Regions from separate parts of the Mus musculus genome. Here regions 1 and 3 are each linked to region 2. A link is a contact called in public Hi-C and HiChIP or PLAC-seq data. All regions are on one chromosome and are shown on one strand. The core of a region is the stretch at or near the end of the contact, and the rest is flanking DNA. Distances in the headings are between cores, read along the strand shown.

Region 1 (4,544 bases), core at 1,554-4,053, 40 kb before region 2:
CATTATTGTTCAGCAGGCTGGCGCGGCCACACTGTGTCTTGGCTGGACAGGGCAATTAACAGCTCCCCACGATCCTAATGAGTAGCTTTCTTGAGGTTTAAGCTGCCTGCAGAGTTTCCCAAGGGAACTTGCTTCTGGAAGCCAGTTCCTCAGAAGTGCCCTCCCCTGGGTGCACCCAGTCCAGGGCTACTGGATTTGGCCAGTTGGTCGGAGGCTGAGACTTCAAGGTCCATGACCAGCTTGTGATTGTCACCAACAGCACCATTCAGCTATAACATTTCCAGTGGAACCAGCTAGGAAGTTTTTTCTCGAGACCCTTTCTCCTCAAAGATCCACCATGCTTTGTCCCGCACACACCTGGGGATGAATATAGAACTCAAGACAGGGTTCATATCTGCCCAAGACCCAAAACTCTGCCCTATATCAAAATCTGAGCCAATCTGCCCACCTCCTACAGAACTTCAACTTGAGATAAAGGGAAAAATCTGTTTCTGGGCAGTAGCAAGAATAGTAGGAATAGAAGCTTAGTAGAATAGAATTCAAGCCAGGCCTGAAAGGCAGAGAAAAGGGTCTCTAACTGGCTACTTGCAAGCATGCAGAGCTCTTCAGCATGTACCTGTTCCCTGAAACAGTCTGACTGGAAGGACCACACACACACATTCACATCAGTGCAGTGGGCAATGGTGAGTTGTCATCTAACTGACAAAGTGGAAGGCCCCACTTTGTCCTCACCTGAGGTCCAGCATAATTCAAAAAGCACCTTCCAATCTTTGTTTGTATCTATGAAGCAGAGACCTGTGGAAAGCATCGTCCTCCTTCCCAGGGGCACAACCCCTGGGTCTGCCAATTTTAGTGTGGCCTGCAAGGTGTGGCTGGTCTTTGCAGTCTGAAGCCCACCACCACCTTCTGTGTGAAACTCTAGCCACACGGTTGCTTCTGAGGTGCTGTTTCCTGCACCCATAGTTTTGCTCCACAAACACTTCCTATCCCTAACTGTGTAGCCAGCTCCATCCCAACCTTCAGAACCATGTGCTCTAGGATGCTTTGGGTTGCAAGATATAGATACTGGCTCAGATTACTGAAGGTTCTAGGTCAGCTTTCAGATAGAAGAGTTTATGGCCTTTCAGTGAGGACAAGAGAGGGTTGCCCAGGAATTCTGTCTTTCTAGAGGAGTAGTTCTCAATTAGAGGTGATTTCCCACCCTCAGACAGGGAACACTGACACCCTGTGGTAGGATGCTGCAAGTGTTCACTGGGTGGAGCCCTTAGAGATGCTAGTAACATTCTTCGAAGCATACAAGGCCACTCTTTTCATCCCAATAAAGAATGGACAAACCCTAATGTCCACAGTGCCAGAGTCCAAAGCTGAGAAGCCCAGCACTAGAAGGCTCCTGCCATCATGACTCAGTCTCAATGGCATACAGCCTCTAAATCTCAGTTCAATTGGAGGAAAACTTGATTGGCTCAACTTGAGTACTTATCCACAACCAGACCTATCAGGTATGGCCAGAAGGAGCAAATCTAATGTAGGCTTGAGGTGAAGGTTGCCGCCTCTCCTATTTTAAATGTTCCTTTAAAAAGAAATGACTTTTTTTTTATGTCCCATATAATGGGCCCCAAGTCATTGAAGTCAAAAGACAGACTCGCCCCTGCTAGTTTGCCTCCCTGTCCTTATTAGGTGGGGACATCTCCTGCCCTTTGGGTCACCATTAAATCTGGCATGTTTGGTTTCACCGCATTTTGGCTTGTTGGTTCATGTGTGCATCACTCCCAAAAGACGTTGACCTACATGGATCAAAAGCAGGTCTTAGTTAACCCTACCAAAACCCAGTGTTCTGGTTACTTAACATAACATTACTACATGGCAAACCCTTCCAAACTTAGTCATTCCCAACAGCAGGTTTTTCTCCTGATGATTGTGTGAGTCAAAATGTTTCACACCATCTTTTGTCAGTGACCCATGGGGTTTCAGCTGGCAAAGGACCTGGGCAGGAAGGTCTAGGACAGTTCCTCATATAGCTGGACCTCAGTGGGAGAGATTCATGGCTGGAATCAGCTGCATCCTTCCTTCAGCCTCAAGTCTTCTCCATATGATCTCTCCAGAGAGGTTGTTTCCTAGGATGCAAAGGTTTCGAGGAGATGTAGGCAGAAACTGAAAGCCAGCGAAGACCTTCTGGAAGTTCCTGAGTATCATGCCAGGTGCATCCTGTGGGCTAAGCAAGCCACTAAGAATAACCATATTGAAGGGAAGAGAGACTAGAACACTTCTCACATGAGGAGCAGTATGTAAGAATGGAAAAGAAACTGATGGTCATATCCCTGGGGAGTCTCACACAGCCTGGTATAGTACCTCTAAACATATAACAGACAAGTTTACTAACGGGAAAAAATATTAGGCCTACTGCATCTACCCAGTTGGCAGAATGGTTAAATAAAAAAAAATTCTCATTAAAACTTCTTTCACAACTATCAAATACTATGAAGAGAAAACTTAGTCTAATTTATACAGGAATGGTTGCCTTTGCCACTCTCCCCTTCCACACAGAGGGCTGTGACAGACATCACTAATCAATTACAGCTCTTCCTCTCTGATGTTGTACTCGCTCACAGAATCCTTCTCAACACAACACTCTAGTCTTCTACCACTAATTGATCAAAGTTGACAAGAGTCTTGTGATACCAACTGGTTGCTTGAAATGTACTGCACAGGCTCGCGTGTCTGAACACTCTATCCTCAGATGGTAGCACTGTTTGGGGGAGGTTGTAGAATCTTTGGGAGATGGGTCCATGCTGGCAGAAGTAGCTCACAAGTTGACGGAGCACTGAGGGCTGTACCTCTTTCTGGTCCTGGACTACATTCTCTGCTCCTTGCTTGCCACCAAGATGCAAGGAGCCCCAGTCACATGCTCCTGATTTCATAACCTTGGCCACACCGGCCCTGCCCAAAACTTCTGAAGCTGTGAGCAGAGGCTTCTGAAGCTGTGAGTGAAGCCAAACCTTTCCTCTTTAAGTTGTTCCGTCAGATATTCCGTCATACATAAGAAAAGTGCCTAGTGCACTAGTTTTGCCTAAATTCCTACTATTAAACCATCCTTGCAAAGCCTAGGTTTTCGACTTCTTTAAACATGTTCATATATACACAGGCTGCTTCTTCCTTCCACTCTTAGGGAAAATAAAGTGGAAGACCTAAGAAAGATGAAATGTCAGACACTGTCCTTCTCCAAAATCTGATTTTGGAATCGATTATGACAGGTTGTTTTACTATCCTGGGTTAATTGAGAAGAAATTAGCCACATGCAAGAGTAGTCACATGGCCTCTCATAAAGGAGAGACTCTCTCTACCTCAACATGGTTTCCTCATGAAAACTCCAACTTCATGGTGAGACAAGATAAAATGTGTTCAGTTGCAAGTGGGTTATCATTTGCCTCCATGCTCACCACACACCCATGCACACATATGCACACACACACACACACACACACACACACACACACACCCCTCCAAGTTCACCGCTCACCCCCAGGCCTCCCTACCTCCCAGTCTGTTTGATATCCAACTGTAAAGGGAATTTAGGAAATGGTTGTATGCCTGTACCCAGGTTCATGTGTGTGTGTGTGTGTGTGTGCTTGTAGTCTGTGTCTGTCTGTCTCTGTGTATTATAGTGCATACATCTGCATGGATACATACACACGCACACACACATATATGTATATATACACATACATACACACGCACGTGTGCAAACGCACACACACACATATGAATACTACCCACATGTGTGCAAATGCATATTGAGGTTGATAACAAATGTCTTTGCTATTGTTCATCAGCTTATCATTTTTGGAGGAAGAGCCTCTCCCTGAACCCAGAACTCACTGATTAGCCACACTACATAGCCACTGGGCTTTGGTGAGGCTTCTATTTCTGATCCCTCAGCACTAGGGAACCACACCTAGATTTCTGTTGTTGGTGATGGTGGTTGGTTGTTTTGTTTTGTTTTGAGACAGGACTTCTTTTTGTGGCCCTGGCTGTCTGGGAACTGGCTCTATAGACCAGGCTGGCCTTGAACTCAGATCAGGCAGCCTCTATATCTCGAGTACTGGGATTAAAGATGTGTGCCACCACCACACAGCTTTACACTCAGCTTTTGCATCAGTGTTAGGGATCCAAAGTCAGATCTTGATGTTCAAACAGAAGGGAATTTACTCACCAGAACCATTTCCCACCCCTGGTAAATACAGATTAACTGCTCAACAAAAGTTCTAAAAAAAAAAAAAAAAAAAAAAAAAAAAACAACAACAACAAAACCAAACAAACAAAAACTCACAGAAGGACGAGATAGACACACCCTTACACATTCATTGGCTTTCTGTAGCTGACACGGGGTGATCCCAGGTATTGCCCTTTCTCGATCCTGAAATTCCATCCCTGACTTCAAGCAAGAAAAAATTAGACTAGAAGGAGTTGAGGAGACCAAAGATGGCTAGTAGCCTCTGGATTTGGAATATGCAGGGTTACAACACCTTAGGGGTGCTCCTTGTCAC
Region 2 (4,534 bases), core at 1,712-4,211:
ATTCATTCCACCCTCTTCCAGTCATCCTGCCACAATTTCCCTAAATTACACTGCATTTTCAACATGGGAGTTTTTGCTTCTTTCTGATAAGAAAGCTCCTTCAAGTACCAAAAGAATTCTATTTGCCCCAGAGCCCCCATATTCCTGAGAGAGGATCCATTTTTCATTTCCTATCAAACTACAATGGCTCATTGTTTTCCTTTTCTTTTGGGGTGGGTGGGTTGAGACAGGGTTTCTTTGTGTAACAGAGCATGGATGTTCTGGAACTCAATTTGTAGAATAGGATAGCCTTGAACTCACAGAGCTCTTCCTGACTCTGCCTCCTGAGTGTTGAGATTAAAGGTTCAGCCATTACACCCTGCAAACCATTATTTTCTTAATCCCTCATGAGAGAAGTTGCTTTACTCTGCATTGGCAAGCCCAGGGGCACAAATGATTGATTTAGTGTGGCCAATCAAGGGTTGCCTTCTAACATCTAAGATTGAGCTAGAGGGCCACAGATGTAGGGCTCTGTAGATTTGGGTCCAGAGCTGATGCTGTCTAAGCTCTTTGTCTGAGTCCAGGGGTTGGAGGAGGGGGAGGCATAGAAACTAAGAGCAGACGTGTACAGTTGACAAGATAGCAAGGTAAGTACAATGGTAGATGAGGCAGAAATAATCCTCTCAGCCTAGGGTTCTATGCAAGCCTGAAAGGAACATCTTGCAGCTGAGATCAGAGAGATAGTCCACTGTCATTACCAGGAATCACATGGCAGTGATGTTAGCCACAGGCAGTTTCTGCTCTCTGCCCCTGAACTAGAAGACTCTGTTACTGTAGCATCTCCAGTATGCCTCTGCTAGAGCAGTGTCTTTCTTATCTCTAGTTACCTGTGTGACTGTCTGCCTGGGCCTGGCATACCCGAGGGCAGGGACTCTGTTCTGCTCATTTGTTATAGGTGTATGTTGGATTTTATCTTCACAGTTCACAAAATGATTCAATGTATCATTTCTTACCACACATTCTAAACTTGTTTCTGCTTTGCCCTGAGTTTTGCTACTGTATTATTTTTCTAAGTTTGTGACAAAGACCAGATATAAGCAAACTAAAAGGAGGATTGATTTTTAGCTTATGGTTTCAGAGGTGTCAATCCATCAAGTCAGGGAGGGCGTGGCAAAGCAGAGGTAAGCTCAATCCCTCCCAACCAACAGAAATCCAGAAGAGTGTAGGAAGAGGCTGGGACCTATCCCCAAGGACACTGCCCTACTGACCCGCTTCTTCCAGCCAGGTCCTCCCTCCCTGCTTTCACAACCTTCCAATAATGCCATCATCATATTATGAACCCATAAAACATCCATTCCTTAAGCCAGTCCTCAGGCCCTAAATCATTTGGGCAAATGCCCTCAAAGACACTCCCAGACACACATTTAGGCCTCCCTAGGTGTTTCTCAGTCAATCTGGTTGATAAGATTTCATTACATTATCAATTTGCTTCCAAAGTTCTATACTTGGCTCAGCTGGGTCAGAACTCTGGTTTAAGGCTCCAATCACCCAGTCAAGACTAGAAAGGATCCCTGTACTGATGTCTCAAGAGCCAGCCTGAATCCACGAGGGTTTTAGTAGCGGAATACCTGACCTCCCTAGGACTAGACAAGTTGTGTCGGTGAGGACAGATAAAAACTGTGATGTAACAACTGAGTAGTCAGAAAGCACCAGAGGAAACACCGTTGCCAGGGAACACAAAGGCTTCTGGCTCTATTGGTACCCTCTGCAAAATCTTCCACTTTTCCCAGTCTCTGCATCTCCAACTCTCCTTTATGGAGCAACTGGGACCTGATCCCTGATCGGCTTTTTAAATTTTTATTATTTTTTATTTTCAAAACCAAAAAGCTAAGCTGAGCGGTGGCGGCATACGCCTTTAATCTCAGCACTTGGGAGGCAGAGGCAGGTGGATTTCTGAGTTCGAGGCCAGCATGGTCTACACAGTGAATTCCAGGACAGCCAGGGCTACACAGAGAAACCCTGTCTCGAAAAACAAACAAACAAACAACCCCCCCCCCCAAAAAAAACCTCCAGCATCCTCCGTGTTATTATGCCAAGTAGAAACCAAGGACTTAGGATCCCACGATGTGACCCCTAAGCAATTTCTTTACTATGCCACGGGTACCACGGGTTATTCTGTGAAATTGGTAGGCACTAAAAGTAATGGCCTGAGGGATGGACTCCGGATAATGCCCTCAGAGAGGAAAGAAGGGAGGAGGGGGGCGTGAACAATCTGAATGGAGTCGCTAAGACACCTTCCAATATGCTGGCAAATTCACTCAGCTCACCCACTCCTCCCAGACCTCAAATAAACTTCTTTCTCACTTAAATTGAAATCCCCAAGGTAGGAAAGTTAGTCCCCTTCTCGCGGTTCCGCTTGGTCCCTTCTCGGGGCCCATTCTCTGCGGATGCAGGTCTGCCGGTCTGTGCGGGCTAGCGATGGCAATCCCTGATGCAGTCTGTCCTCTGGCCGGCTCGGGCAGTGTCCCAACCGCCTGTGCTCAGGCTCTCTGCGGCGCTGCCCTGCAGGGGAGGCAGCAACACACTGAGGGATGCTGGGCGGTCGCCACAGAGGTATCCGGCAGGACCCACGGCCGCCGCGGGGGATGGGCGCGGAATAACGGACGGCCGCGCCGGGCCCCGTCAGCCCGACTTATCCAGGTCTCCTTCCGTTATCTCGCGCCCTCCGGAGACGACGGACGCACGGATCGCCGCGCCGCCGGCGGCAGGAATGCAGGGGCGTGGGGGGAGCGGCGCTGGAAGCGCGCCGAGAGGTGGGAAAGGACCCGCGTCCAAGCGCGCCGGGGCGCCCGGCGCCGGGGGCGCGCACGCTCTGACGTCACGCGCCGCTCGCCCAATGAGCGCAGGCTCTGTGGGGAGGCGCCGTTCCCGCCCTCGCCCGCCGCCGGTCCGCCGCTCGGGCCGCCCCCGGGGGAGCGTCTGAGGAGGCGCGGGGCCGCGGCGGGCTAAGGCGCCGCCAGGCAGCGTCGGACTGCGGACGCTCGGTTCGGGCCCAGGGAGCCGCTCATCCGCGACCGATGTCCTCAAGATGGAGGCGGCGGGGGCGACGGCGTGAGGAGGAGGGCGGCGCGGAGAGCGCGGGAGCAGGCCGAGGGTTGCGGCGGGGGCGGCGGGATGGGGCTGCTGCTCCTGATCCTGGCGTCGGCCGTGCTGGGCTCGTTCCTCACGCTGCTCGCACAGTTCCTGCTACTCTACCGCAGACAGCCCGAGCCGCGGGCGGACGAAGCGGCCCGCGCGGGCGACGGCTTCCGCTACCTTAAGCCGGTGCCGGGCCTGCCCCTCAGGGAGTACCTTTATGGCGGCGGCGCCGAGGAGCTCGCTGCTTGCTCCTCCGAGGCCGGCGCCAGCTCGACCCCGACCCCCGACAGCCCGGCCCCGCCGACGCTGGAGACCTGCTACTTCCTCAACGCCACCATCCTGTTCCTGTTCCGGGAGCTGCGGGACACCGCGCTCGCCCGCCGCTGGGTCACCAAGAAGATCAAGGTGGAGTTCGAGGAGCTGCTGCAGACCAAGACGGCCGGCCGCCTGCTGGAGGGGCTGAGTCTGCGCGACGTGTTCCTGGGCGACACGGTGCCCTTCATCAAGACCATCCGGCTGGTGCGGCCCGTGGTGGCCTCGGGCACCGGCGAGCCCGACGACCCCGACGGGGACGCGCTGCCCGCCACCTGCCCGGAGGAGCTGGCCTTTGAAGCGGAGGTGGAGTACAACGGCGGTTTCCACCTGGCCATCGACGTGGACCTGGTGTTTGGCAAGTCCGCCTACCTGTTCGTGAAGCTGTCTCGCGTGGTGGGGAGGCTGCGCTTCGTCCTCACCCGCGTGCCCTTCACCCACTGGTTCTTCTCCTTCGTGGAGGACCCGCTGATTGACTTCGAGGTGCGCTCCCAGTTCGAGGGGCGGCCCATGCCCCAGCTCACCTCCATCATCGTCAACCAGCTCAAGAAGATCATCAAGCGCAAGCACACCCTGCCCAGTTACAAGATCAGGTGAGAGGAGGGTCAGGGGAGCCGAGGCTACCCGGGGGAGGTTAGCCAGGGAAGGGCCAAGGCAGATTCCCAGCACGACCCTGGCCTGCAGTTTGCTTCCACCTGGACTGAGGCCCCCAAGCAAAGAAAGGCGGGTAGTGGGCACTTCCCGTGCTGCCAAGGCAGCACAGGGAGCTGGAGGCCTGAGCGCCTTGTCCCTGGCCAGTCAGTGAGTGCCTCTCCTGGGTCTGTTGAGACACACTTGTGTGTGGTTGTTGCAACCGGAAGGCAGCGGCTGTGTCTGCCTTTGCAGCATCTCCTGCACCACGTGGAAAAGTTGTTCCTGGGCACATTGCAGACCTGAAGGGCGTGCTCACATCCCGGGTGTTTCTGTGTGGCACGGGCCTTGGCAGCTCTCCGGGCAGAGGCACGGGTTGTTGTAGAGGGATGTGATTTGGAGGAGTTGAGTCCGGTGCCAGGTGGTCTTCTCTGTGAATTTGGGGTAACTGTCATCTGCCCTTGGGAAGTAGGCT
Region 3 (4,756 bases), core at 1,435-3,934, 56 kb after region 2:
GAGAAGTGCAGTGGGAGGCATGTGCAAGCCAAATTATCTGGTGTGTCTGGGCAGTTTCCCTCCTTCATAAGAAACCATTCCCAGCAAGTTTTTTCTTTCTTTCTGTGCAGTCTGCAAATCTGAGCAGATTAAAATGTTCTAATACTGCCTGTGGCAGTCTGTCTTGATGTCTGCTAGTTATTCTCAGCTCTAGTCCTCCATATGTGATAAGACTCAGTCAGTGTTCAACCCTTTTATCATTTCCCAAGAGATTCTCAAATGATCTGCTGTGTGGCACAAGATAAGGACAGTGACCCAAGTCAGACAGTCATCTCAAACTCCCTTTCCAATTATGCTGCGTACTGAGTGAATTGATAGTTGTACTTAAAAGATTTGATTATTAAAATAGTTGAGGCAACAGATTATACACCTGAACCATTCTCCCTGCGTTATACAAAGATTTAGCCATTGAAGCAGAAAGGTAATCTCCCCAGATTAGTGATTCTTAAGGAAATGTGCCCAGAGAACACTGGGGAGATGGGCTGGGGGTAGAGTAGAGCTGATTAAAAATGAAATCCCAGGTAACTACCTTCACAGCAACAGTGCTATCAACAACTTCCAGAAACACTGCCTTAGTTACAATATATTAAGATTATAGCAGCCATCAGCTGACATACTCCAAAGGTATGGTCATGTCCCCTCAGGGCCACAGGTGGAAGACTCAGTTGAGGTTGAGGGTTAGCAAAAGTCTACAGATAAAATGAGAGCTTTAGGTGAACCCTGAAAGATGGGACAGTTTGAAGACAGGTTTGAATAGGCAAATCATAGATTATGGAGAGCAGTAGGTAAAACACACTAGACTAACAGCTACCAGAGTTCATGTTAGGAGGCAATAGAGACAGCAGTTGGAAAGCACCACCAAAACCAGGAAAAGGCATGATCCTTGACCTGAACTTGGCCCACAGGCAGCACGGCCACTTTGAAGGGCATCTCTCCATTCTTCCACTATTACACTTCTATAGCTAATCTTAACTGCTGGACTGGACATAGAATGTGGACTAGATAAAAACTGTTCTGAGAATTGTTGTGTGTGATAGGGCACACCTTTCATGTTAGCACTCAGGATGGAAAGGCAGATACGTCTCAGAGTTTGAGTCCAGCAATCTAGAGTGAGACCCTGTCTTTAAAAGCTACACGGGGATTAGGGAGATAGCATAATGGGTAAAGAAACTTTGCCTTGCAGGGATCTCCCAAAAGCTTTACTGGGTGGTAGTTTTACTTACCAAAAAAAAAAAAAGTTATAAATGGTTAAGTAGGTCAGATGGTGTGCCTTGAAAAGAGAGGCACACAGCACTGAGCAGGTAAGGCACGTGCATGGAAGTATTCAATGGCCCACGTAGCAGGCAGGGAATTTATGCTAGCACTCTATGTAGGGCTGTAGAGCAGGCCTGGATAGAGGAGCAACTGGCACCAAAGTCAAAGCCAGTCCCCTGCTAAATACCTAGTTCCCATCACCATACACAGAACAAACCTGGGGTCTCCAGGGTAGTAAAACGCCAGATCAAATGACATCGAAAAGGAAAAAAAAAAAAAAATTCAGTGCTGGGTTAGTGAGACAGTAAATGCTCTTAGTAGGCTCAACAATCTCAAATGTGAGAAGACATGCGTCCTAGTAGAAAAGCTCTGCTCTTTTTAACATAACTAGAAAAAAAAAAAAAACAAACCCAGCAACCCACTATGTAATTACCCAGAAAAGGGACACGTGTCTACAAGTAGATTATAATGTACACCTCATGCATACACATCTGTTAATAGCTGCTCCATCTTTACCCAGTCCATGGCACCCAAGAATAAGAGTCCTTTGTATTGTATTTTATGTGTGATGACGTGGTATACATGCACGTGTATGTGTGTGTGTGTGTGTGTGTGTGTGTGTGTGTGTGTGTGTGTGTACATGTGCAGGCCAGAGGTTGACCAATACTTTATATATTGAGGAAGGGTCTCCCTTGAATCCAGAGCTTACCAATTTGGCTAGTATAGCCAGCCAGCTTACTGCAGGAATCCTCTGTCTCTTCCTTCCTTGCTGAGATTATAGGTGGAGAGCCACACCTGCTTGACCTTTACATGGGTGCTGGGCATCTGAACATGCATCCTCCTGTGGCAAGTACTTTTTTCTATTGACTTATCACTGAACTGGAGTCTAAGCTAGAAGGACTTTATATAGCCACATTTACAGGAGTCTGCTATCCACAGATCACCTCCTTTCCTTCCTTGGCAACAGAAACTTAAAGAATAAGACCAAAAGGCATGCCCTAGCTTTAAAAAAAAATTAATTATTTAAACCTTTAAAAAGCAAAACCTATCTTAGAATTCTTGTGTTCTCACCTGGGAGTTTTGAGAGGCCAGGGTGCTAGCTATGTCATTGTTTTAGGGAGCATTGCTCCTCAAATGGTAGTGTCGATATGCCTTCCACTAAAAATGTTTCCTTTGCCTCTCTCAGTAACATTATTTTAAAAAGAAACCTGACTGGAAGGAAAGCTGTAGTGCTCACACGCAGTTCACAGGCAGCCATGACTTATTGCACAGGTCACCAGCAGTTCACTACCAGCTGTGACTCATACTCCAGAAAACATAGGCCACTCTCCTTTACACAGCAGCATGAGAACCCTGTCACCAGGAATGACTCAATGAAAGAATTCTTTGCTGTCCCTCATGTCTCCTGTGTATGAGGGCTGATTAAGCCCCACCTCAGCACTTGCATGTTGTGGGGTTTCCCGGGTGTGTGCTGATCCTTCCTTACGGCACACATCCTGCCAAACGCACCTTTATCATTAGAGACTATCGGCTTCACCCACATCTCCGTTCTGCTTGCACAATAAACAGGCATCAGCTGCTGAGTGCCACCTCCGATGTTACCACTGTGCCAGCTAAATGGCATTTCTCCAATTATGGGCATCCAATGATAGGCAGAGAAATGCACATCTCAAGATTTACTAATTTATCTCAACAGGCACTGTTTAAGGATTGTGACATTTTATAGTGAAGCGGCTTTCTGAAAACCTGTCATTCTTTGCCTTCCAGGGTCATTTCCTCCACTTCCTTCATTATTTTGTTTATTTGTTTTTGTTTTGTTTTTAATGAACTAAAGCAATGGCTTACATGAAGAAGAAAGACTGGTTTTTCTACCATCATCTCATCTTTTAAAACACTGTGGCAGCTGACTAGATGGCTTCCCCTCTCCACCATCTATCTTCTCAGCTAGTCTCTGACTTCTTTCATTTCCTCTACTACCTGATGCTGCCAACCAGAAGATAGATAACACAACAGCCACTAACATCAGCAATGCCCACCCAGCAGAGACTTGTTAGCAAAAGTAATCTCTTGCCTTAAATGCTTGAGAGCTGCTGGGTAGACAGAATAGTCCAGTATTTTAGATAAAGCAGGAAGGATGTGTAGGTGACTAACTCACTGGGTGACTGCCTGGACTCTCTTTTATCTCTCACAGTATTGTGCAGTATTATCATTTCCCAGTGCAATGAAGAAAACTGAGAATTGCATAGTCCTCTGTGGGGAGACAATGTAGCTGGCCCCAGGCCCATGCCAGACCTTCACCATCCCTAAGAGTTTATAATGATCTCCTGGGTGACAGAAACATTTACTGGTAATTCAATTTCTTTAGTCAAAAAGGTTTGTGAATAACCTTCATTCAGCCTTAATCAAATTATTGATAATACGGCCACAGAAGAACAGCTTTCCAGTGCTGTGCTGAGTCTTCTATCTGCCTCTGAAGGATATGCACTCAGGTCAACCAAACAGTAGTGCAGCTGTGATGCACACAACCAGGCTGAAGTAGGAATTCAGAGAAGGAAGGGCAGGTGCCTCCTTTCCTAGGAGCCCAGCCATGAGAAACCCTGAAGTCTCTAGTCATTATCTTGTATAGTTCAGCACACGAAGTCAGTGGCCAGAGACGAATGTGTTTCTAAATTACAGTAAATGGATAGGTGAATGTGAAAAGCCTCAGACAAACATAAGTTATACAATCCAAATTTTGGTTCTGTTTTTAAATTCACTCTAGGGGAAACCCACCAAAGAGTAGTTCAAAAAAAATGATAAAGGTGTCAAAACCTGTTCAATTTCAGAAAGCACCATTGTGCTGGGCTTGTGGCACACGCCTGTAATGCCAGCTGCTTCTGAGGCCGAAGGAGGAAGATCCTAACTTCAAGGCCTGTCTGGTCTCTTACAGAGTAAATTCAAGGTCAACCTGGGCAACTTAATGAGAACTTGTTTCAAAAGAAAACATTTTTAAAGGTAAAAAGAGGGCTAGAAATGAAATGATAGTAGAGCGCTTTGCCTGGCACACACAATCCCCATTTATCGGAAGAGGGAAAACCCAACAGAAATCACTTCTGATCTATTCCAAAAGAACGTAACAAAGAAGCTCTTAGATCTGTCCCTGAACACAAGACTACCATGTCCCAGGAGCTCTCCTTCAGCCCCAGTCCAGACTGTTTCCTTTCAACTGAACAATATCAGCATCTGATCTTTTAGTCTGGGGCACTGCTACCAGGACAGACTGTGAGCAGCAGCAGTGAGCTCTTTTGTTGAATAAGGTAAACACCGTAGAAAGGGCACAAGTCTCATACAGCTCTCACTTCAAATTTAGAGCCAACAATTTGAACTTGTTCAAAAAAAAAAAAAACACTTTATTCGTTATAGCTTGTCTATGACTGTGCTTCTAATCATGAAAATAAATAGTTCCATTTGCTCACATGCATGC

What was found. Hi-C and Micro-C count contacts between places; a contact is called where the count stands out from the background. HiChIP or PLAC-seq counts read pairs in DNA pulled down with a chosen protein or histone mark.
Region 1: a contact with region 2 is called in a Hi-C map of the 63-12 cell line, with 1.8 times the contacts expected there. The contact joins the enhancer-like site here to the promoter of Pdzd8 in region 2. A contact is called at or near these places in 1 of 15 datasets of contacts at CTCF or cohesin (CD8 T cells), 18 of 484 Hi-C or Micro-C datasets (the 63-12 cell line, CD4 T cells, CD8 T cells and 15 more), 10 of 115 datasets of contacts at active chromatin or transcription factors (CD8 T cells, the HPC-7 cell line, the SCID.adh cell line and 5 more) and 3 of 9 other capture datasets (adipose tissue, liver and pancreatic islet).
Region 3: an HNF4G HiChIP or PLAC-seq map of pancreatic cancer cells shows a contact between it and region 2. The contact joins the enhancer-like site here to the promoter of Pdzd8 in region 2. A contact is called at or near these places in 3 of 484 Hi-C or Micro-C datasets (CD4 T cells, the N1E-115 cell line and nephron progenitors), 5 of 115 datasets of contacts at active chromatin or transcription factors (the SCID.adh cell line, embryonic fibroblasts, embryonic stem cells and 1 more) and 3 of 9 other capture datasets (adipose tissue, liver and pancreatic islet).

The regions. Positions count from the first base shown.
Region 1 is chr19:59,384,055-59,388,598 of GRCm38.p6, reverse strand. No RefSeq gene overlaps it. Among named protein-coding and RNA genes, the nearest start is that of Gm33756, 3.1 kb to the left of the region's middle. Within about 2 kb of position 2,803, at least 3 of the 459 cell types and tissues checked have an H3K27ac peak or open chromatin away from gene starts, as enhancers often do. A contact at or near this core is called in the 63-12 cell line and erythroblasts, where this site is marked.
Region 2 is chr19:59,344,207-59,348,740 of GRCm38.p6, reverse strand. It overlaps Pdzd8 (PDZ domain containing 8), which reads left to right and starts at 2,961. Exons shown (of 5, transcript NM_001033222.3): 1 at 2,961-4,022. The coding sequence starts at 3,154.
Region 3 is chr19:59,287,884-59,292,639 of GRCm38.p6, reverse strand. The region is part of intron 15 of Slc18a2 (solute carrier family 18 (vesicular monoamine), member 2); the gene reads right to left. Among named protein-coding and RNA genes, the nearest start is that of Slc18a2, 29 kb to the right of the region's middle. Within about 2 kb of position 2,684, at least 30 of the 459 cell types and tissues checked have an H3K27ac peak or open chromatin away from gene starts, as enhancers often do. A contact at or near this core is called in the N1E-115 cell line and pancreatic cancer cells, where this site is marked.